Linked DNA regions of Arachis hypogaea: region 1 is linked to region 2. Evidence: chromatin contacts called from public Hi-C data. All regions are on one chromosome and are shown on one strand. The core of a region is the stretch at or near the end of the contact, and the rest is flanking DNA. Distances in the headings are between cores, read along the strand shown.

The links. A called contact is a pair of places that touch in the nucleus more often than the background predicts.
Region 1: a contact with region 2 is called in a Hi-C map of leaf, with 4 times the contacts expected there. The contact joins the promoter of LOC112801021 here to the promoter of LOC112801018 in region 2. A contact is called at or near these places in 2 of 8 Hi-C or Micro-C datasets (leaf and an unstated tissue).

What each region holds. Positions count from the first base shown.
Region 1 is chr5:26,919,070-26,923,320 of arahy.Tifrunner.gnm2.J5K5, reverse strand. LOC112801021 (formin-like protein 4) reads left to right here and starts at 2,965. Exons shown (of 2, transcript XM_025843519.3): 1 at 2,965-4,251. The coding sequence starts at 3,018.
Region 2 is chr5:26,735,981-26,740,292 of arahy.Tifrunner.gnm2.J5K5, reverse strand. LOC112801018 (pyruvate dehydrogenase E1 component subunit alpha, mitochondrial) reads right to left here and starts at 1,291. Exons shown (of 9, transcript XM_025843515.3): 1 at 435-1,291. The coding sequence starts at 959. LOC112801017 (DExH-box ATP-dependent RNA helicase DExH15 chloroplastic) reads right to left here. Exons shown (of 8, transcript XM_025843514.2): 8 at 3,440-4,312. The coding sequence ends at 3,609.

The DNA.
Region 1 (4,251 bases), core at 1,716-4,215, 180 kb before region 2:
TAAAAGATCGGCTAAAGGCTGAAATTTAAAGAATAGGTAGTATTTTTTATTCCCAAACAACATGCATTTTTAGTACGCTAACGAGTGTAATAATCTGTGTTATGCACGTGATAAAATTGAAATTATAATTTTAAGTTATTTTGTTAAAATTAATTTGAATTATAATTATTTAATTAATAAAAAAAAGTAACATGTCATGTGTTGTTTATTTTTTTTAAATCCGGTGTTAAGTATATCAACTCTAATGTAGTTATTAATTATTTTTATTAATCTACTATAATGGCGAGCACGTGCCCGGCGCGACGGGTGGGCAGCGATGACAAACACGTGACGGCGCGACGGATTTGTTCTTTATGTCGTTGAGTGACCGCTAGATTTGTTCACTTATTTGGATTTAGGGTTACTTGTAACTTGATTGTAATAGGTAGCAGTTAGACCCAAATTATAATGAGTTTTATGATCTTGGTCAGGAAAAGAGAAAAATTGCTAGGTAGATTTATGAAAGTTGGTAAAGTAGTTAATTAAATGGATGAGTTAGAAAATTTTTTACTGTGATTATATTTGGAGTTGAGTTAAATGAGTTGTGCATGTGTTTATTTTTGTAATATCTATTTAGTTTAATTTTTATTTTTATCATATGTTACAATTAATTTTAAGATTTTAATTTAATATACCATTAAAAAATATTAAGAATATTTTTAAAAAAAATATATACGTAAAAATAGATATAATATGATTACAGATATAACATAAATAAATATGTTAAATAAAAGGTTAAACTAATATTCTTATCAATATATTTGTTAAGTTTTGTAAATTAGAGAATAAGTATGTATTCAGCTGCTTGATAATCACATAAATAATTAAGTAATTGAGTTACAAATTGATTTTACAGTATTTATCTTATTTTTTTATTTCTAAATAAAAGTGAAAATTAAAAAAAATAAATAGTAATATATCATAAAAAAAATAAAAAAATTTGTATATAAATAAATAATTATTACAAAATAAAATTTCGTTGTAAAATATTAACAACATATGAGTAGCTATTTTTTTATATATTTTTTTAATAACTCCTGCATAGTAACCAACAGTGACTTAATGTAAATAATAATCTCACGTTAATCCTATGAGAAAGAGAATTGATTCATATATATGTGAAGATACAACACTATGTATGTATATTAGTTTCCAACTACTACACCATACAAATAGGCCATTTTAAAAGGGAGTTACTTGATAAAAACGTTTAAAATATATTTTTAAAGATATTTTTTAATAATTAAAATTTAATATATATAATCAATTAAATCGTATTATTTTTATTAAAATTAGATCAGATAAATTAATTTAATTAAAAAGTAGTGAATTAAATTTTGAATCGATTTAAATTAATATTATTTTTCATAAAAAATGACTACAATATACCTATTATAAAAAATAACTAAAATATTTTTATTATATATATTAATTTTAAAAATTCTAAATTTTATTTTTTTCTTTTCTATCGTCATAGGATTAGAATTTACAATCTTCAAAATTAATATATATATATATAATATTAATATTTTAGTTATTTTTTATAATAAAAATATTATAGTTATTTTTATAAAAAATATTAATTTAAATCAGTTTAAAATTTAATTTGTTAATTTTTTAGCTAAACTGATTTATTCGATTTAATTTTAATAAAAATAATACAGTTTAATTAATTATATGTATTAAATAATTAAATTTTAATTTTTAAAAAATATTTTAAAAAATATTTTTAATATCTTTATCCATTTTAAAAAAGTAGATATACTTTCATAAAACTGTCTTTACATAAAAATAACATTACGAATATTTAAATTATTTAATAAAATATATTTAAATTAAATATATTAAATAATTTAACAATTTACAATATTATCTACACTTAATGATGTCTCCACAAGAGCATTTGTCTTTCAAAGTTCAAACAAAACATCTTGGATCCTTACTATATAGGTTGGCGTCAGCATGACCATCAAGTCAACCAAATCCTTCACCACAAATTTCTGTAATGGAACTTCTCCCTTTCTTCTTGTGCCTTTTTAGCTTCTAGAAGCAACTAATCTAACTTTTCATTAATCATTAAAATAATATATGAGACACCATTTTTAGTTTTAACTCGCATATTATTTGCTACTAAATAGTATGCTATGTTAATTAATAATGGAAAAGTATAGGTTACCAACATATTATCTACTAATTTCTGTTAATTTTTATTTATATTTGTGTTTTATGGAAGTGTATTCGTAGATGTGTCTAATAATTAATATATTTTAAATACATTTATAAAGAGACACATCCAGAAAATATATCTATAAAGACACTTCTATTAAACACAGTTATAAAAAAGACATTTTTATTAGACACATCTATGAACACACTTCCATAAAAATACAATTATAAATAAGAGTTGGTAGAAGTTGACAAATATGCTGTTGGCAATGTAGCGGAACCGATTAATAATTTATTTTTCTTTATCTTTTTTTAAATATTCACGGTCTAATTCATTCAACAATATATAAATCAGAATAACTCGCAAGTTAATGTATATAAATAAGATACCTTTAATTATAATTGGTAGTATATTAAGGCAAAGTCAAAGATAGGATAACTGTGCCATGATGATAAATTAATGGCATTTGACTCAAAAAAGAAAAAAAGCTTTTGGATTTGGATCATTATTCTAGTGCCACCTCAAACCCCGCATGCAATATTAACATGTTTGACATAGTCAGTGGAATAGTGCACAAGTGACAAGTCTCTTTCAAATACTACTTAATTCACATATCCTTTTGTAGTTTGACCAAATCCTGCCACAAAAGTACTAAAATACCCCTCAACTACGCCATTTACGCATTTCTAAGATCCAGGGTCATGTTGGTCATTGCATGGTTTAATGAAATTGGAAACTACCAACTAACGACATTTATCAGCTTACTTCTTTTGAAACTTTCACACACTAACAAAACCAATATAACAAGAAAATGGACAAACTTTCAATTATAATCAAGGGAAAGAACAGAAGAAGAAGAAGAAGAAGAAGAAAAAGTGCATTAAAATTTCTTGTCTTAGGATTTAGAAAACCGTGTGATGAATGTAATCTAATCCATGCTTCATTCTCTAATGTTATGGCTCTGAAGAATGCTGTGCTTCTTCTGAGCCTTCTCTTTGTTTCACATATTTTTTTGATACAAACATGTTATTCCCAAACCAATTTTAATCCTCAGAACATTGAAACTTTCTATCCAATTGAAACAGCAGAAGAACCATCATTACCAACAATAAATCCGGAAGAATCACCGCCATCTCCATCACCATCATCAAACAGTAAAGTAGCAAAGGCTGTAGCTGCAACTGCAGCATGCACACTAGCTGTTTGTGGAATTGTGTTCTTCTTAGGTCTAAGGTGCTTCAGAGCAAAGAAGAGAATTGACATAACCAACACTACTACAACAACCATGGCTTCTTCTGCAACACATAGAGATCATAGGAATGTTGTGGTGCCTCTGCCTCAGCCTCAACCTCAACCTCAGGTGAGTGTGTATGAGAGAATGGAAGGTAACATAAAAGGGCTGATTGTTGATGAGAATGGTTTGGATGTTGTATTTTGGAAAAGGCTTCAAGATGGTAAGAACTCAAAAGAGGTATTGGGTAAAAGTCACAAAAACAAAGAAAACGATCACGAAGGATATTATGATCAAAGGACACAACCTGAATCTAATGTTCAAGAAACTCCTTTGCTAAGAGGGTTATCTTCAAATTCTTCACATTTGAATATATTTCCTGTAGAACCATACACTATTATGAAGATTCCACCACCTCATCCTCCTCCTCCAATTAATGGTTTTGATAAACTTGATTTTGTTAGCCATTCACAACCAAAACCACCCTCCATTTCTTCATCATCAACTCCTACACCACTTTCACCTTCCACTCCAAGAATCCAAGATAGAAAAAGTTCAGCACCTACACTGCCGCCACCTCCACCACCTCCGCCACCAATTCCAAAGAGCCAAGCAGTGCCACCACCATGTCCTCCACCAGTACCAGAAAGAAAGAGCCAAGCACCTCCACCACAACCTCCTCCTCTTCCACCAATTACTGGTAGAAAGAGCCAAGCCCCGCCACCGCCGCCTCCACCGATTCCTTCTAGAAAGGGGCCACCAAAGGGAGGAAATCCAAAGTCATCATCAAAACCAACTCCTACCCCTATTGAAG
Region 2 (4,312 bases), core at 42-2,541:
CAAGCCAAGAACTAAACTATCGCCTATCGGAGCTCATTTAAGGGTTTGCCAATGGGTTGTAGCATGTACAAGGCGGGATATGAACTGACACTTGCTTAAACTGACTAGTAAGCTAACCATTAGACCCTCCAGCTGTACTCTTAACTAAATCTAACAAATAGACTTGGTTAGGCCTACTTCATCTCTTATCAGGGTCAAGGACTTGAAGTGTAAGATTTGATTTATTGGAAATATGCAGTGGCCTTGACCCACTAACAATCATAGGATATGCTTCATAACAAATTAAAATTGAGTGGGCCTAATCCAGCATGGAAAACTTGCTAACAAGTACGACTAACTACTTACTTAATTCCTCAACTAACTCAACGAATTCTTAACTAGATCATAACAAATTTGAACTAACTGTAACTAACTCTTAGTTAACTAAAATGCACCTGAGCTCCGACGATGCCATGGCCACCGAAAAAATTGGTCTGCTTGCGGTAGAAGTGCATGGAGCCGCCCTTGCCCTTGGAGCCGCCGCAGATGCGGCCCATGAGCTCGCCGAAGACCTCGAGGAGCGTGCCTCCGCGGCCAATAAAGGTGCAGTGGTCGCGGTAGGCGGTGATGATGGCGTCTTTCTTGGTGATGGCGGCCTCCATGCCGATGGCCACAGCCTCCTGACCGTCGTAAAGGTGGCAGAAGCCGCGGATGAGCTTGGCCTTGTAGAGTGAGTCGGCGGCGATCTCCATGCGGCGCATGGTGGCCATGTCCCGGAAGAAGGAGAAGAGCTCCGAGGCGGAGGTGTCGACGGCGCGTGGGGGCGCGTCGCATTTATGGGAGATGAATGGAAGAGAGGTTTCGATGGTGAGGGGAACGGTGGAGTCGGAGGAGATAAGGCGGCGGATGGATAAGGCGGTGGAGAGGGGTTTAAGGAGGTTGGATGCATGAGATGATGATGCTATGCGTGACAGAGCCATGATTAGATTCTCTTGTACCGAAGAACAAAGAAAATTGGTTTAATTTTTGTTTTGGTGTGGAGAGTTTTTGGGGTAAGAGTGGAATGTGGAAATGGGGTTGAGGGGTTTTGAAGTGAAGAAGAGAAAAGAGAGAAAAGTTTGGAGGTTAGAGAGAAAGGTGGAAGATCAAGAAGGAGAAGGAAACAGAGGTGAAAAAATATAAAAGGAGAAATTTTTGGAGGGGAATAATCGTGTCCGAGAGTGATTTGTTTTGTGTCTCGTCATGTTACTGCCACATGAACTAAATTAATTAGTGTGTTAAATGTTTAATATTGTTGTATTTGCTTTTCGATGATCTCTAATCTAATATCTCTAAGAAGTAATAAGTAATAACTATATACTAAAATAATTAATTTGTTTAACTAGTATTTGTTTGGTAAAATACTATATGTTTGCCATAGGTCTAAATATTATTGCCTAATTATTAAAAAGGTCAAATAATTAATTTTATATTTATAAATATAAAAATTATAAAAATTTAAATATCTACAATTTATTATGAAAAATAAATATTATGTTGTATCGAACATGATATTCATTAACATTCGTTAGACACACATATTTTTAGTGACCAATTGTATCGTAATAAAAAATAAAAAAATTTCTTCGAATACGTTTGAATATACTTAAATACTATCACGTATGAGCGTGTCTATTCTTATTCTTAAAATAAGTTTAAAAATAATATATATTATTATTTATTAAACTAAAAAATATTTAAATATTTTATATAATTAAAAAATATTAAAATATCGGCTCATTTTTTTATATAGAAATATTTTGGATGTTTTTCTGAAAATAAACCTATTTGGTATAATTGCAGGTGAGTGGATGTTGCAGGTGGAGCAGTTCCAACACATAGGAAACATGTTGAGTTAAACATGTAGGATGCGTGATCTGTAAGGCCCACATCAGTTGGGGAGTAGAATGAAACATGCCTTATAAGGGTGTGGATACCTCTTCCTAGCATGATGTGTTTTGACGAGTGAGTGTTGAGACTTCGGCTAACATCCTTATCGTCAAATAGAATGGTGTACTACAATGGTGAGATTATAAAAAAAGTACTATAATGGTGAGATTATAAAAAAAGTATTGTTGATGTAATAGAGGGTACTACAAATAGAATGGTGTACTACAATGGTGAGATTATAAAAAATACAAATGAGGTGGTGAGTTTTGTGTGTGAAAATTCATTTTCATTTGTGGTTCCATGCATTATGACATTTGCAGAACTACAGTATGGTCTTTGTCAAAATATAGAAAGTAATATTTTAAAGAGGATAAACAATATTCTCTACAGGAATTTTGTTATCGTATTTGGCGGCCTAATATAGTTTGATATTATGCTAATCATTGACGAAACAAGTATTCAACATATGTTTCATATTCACCAGCAGATTCAGGTACAACACCCAAAGATTGAGTTGTATGTTGAGTTTGAACATATAGCTACGGATGAGATTCAACATGACTCAGACGTACAAGATGATAGAGTTGAAGTGTACAAAGAAATGAACAGTGATAACAAAGAAGACTTCGAAACTACCTACAAAGTCAGTTTGAAGCTACCTACGAAGCCGGTGACGAGGAGGAGGATGAGGATGATGATGAAAAAAGTGAGGCAGTTATGCATTGGAATTCTCTGAATATCATGTATGCATTGGATCTTGATATCATGTATGCATGGAATTCTCTGAATATGGGAACATAGGTACGTGAGGAGTGAATAATAATTTATAGAGTAATTACCCAAATTAGTCTCCAAAGATTTTAAAAGCGGACATTTTAGTCGCTAAGAAAAATTAAAACACAGATCAATCTCCAAGGTTTTACTCCGACAAATAAATCAATCCTTAATTCATTTTCCAGCAGAGTAATTACCCAAATCAGTCTTTAAAAATTTAAAAAACGGACATTTTAATCCCAAAAAATTATTATTATTATTATTATTATTATTATTATTATTATTATTATTATTATTATTATTATTATGAATTGCACAATAATACTGTACCATAATTTTTTTGTATTTTTTGGACAGAAGTAATAATAAATTTATTCATTAGATTCTTATGTATGTATTTCTAATATATATATATAGCCACTCAATAATATTCAATAAAATTATTAGAGATTATTCTACAAAAAATTTAAAGTTAAAATATTTGATATTTTTGTATTTAATATAATCAAAAGATGTCGTATTTAAAAAAAAATTGTATTAACAAAAAATGTTTTAATTTGAATTTCAAAGTATCATTATTCACTGCTAGAGAGAGTTTAAAAATAAATAGTGCCTAGAGCTTGATCTCGAATATAAGTATAGTAAATTTTAAATTTAAAAGACTAAAATGATAAAAACCGTGAATTTTAAAGGACTATTTTAGAGATTTAGTCCCCTACCAATCAAATTGACTGCTAACCTTTCGAACTTCCTGCGCTTTAAATAAAGTTCGTCTCGAATCCTAGTTGACTTCCCATTGATCAAAACTAACTTGTACACTTATGAATCTATATTGATATCATAAGAATAATCTTTGGAATTAATCAATAATCATACAATATTTACAAATGAATGATACACCAGAAAAGAAGCAAGAGACAGACAGACTACCCGGCAAGCTCACTAATTGGCGGCCGGTCCATGGCATCATATGCAGCCTTTGCATTGCGCTGCAACAAAGGATCAATGTCTGCCAATTTTGGAATCTGAGCTAGCAGATCAATAGTCCTACGTAGGAGGCGAGCAAGATCGCCTTCGTCCATTGCACAATCCATCATTATCTCTCTCCAAGTCAACCCAGAAGCCCATGCTTCAACCATACCGCAAAACTGGCTATCCAAACAGCAAGGTATCATCACCCCATGTTTCTCCTGAATGGTCAACAGGGCACTTCTTTGTTCATCCAATAACTTTATGACATTCATAACTGTTGTGGTTGGCTCGTAAATGTAACTGTTATTCTTCCATGGTCGGAGTTTGATACCCTCAGAGACCAAGCTTGCACAAACTGCAGCAAGTTGTGGAGGTTTTAGCTCTAGAAGAATTTTGCTGCGAAGAACCATTGCAAGCCAAAGCTCGTTTTCTCCTCGGATTGCTGCTGCAGTTTCCCCAAGTGGAAATATGACCTGCGTGTTTTTGTCCAATGCTCTGGTTTCATGTATGACATTGCTAACCTGCATAAACTCCTTCCATCCGGAGGGTTCAATTTGTTCTATTCGATTAGTTAAACGTTTTGATCTATTCTGCAAGCGCTTGATTTTCTCCTCCGTAAACTTGACTGCGTCTATGACTTTACTGTATTCTTTGTAGC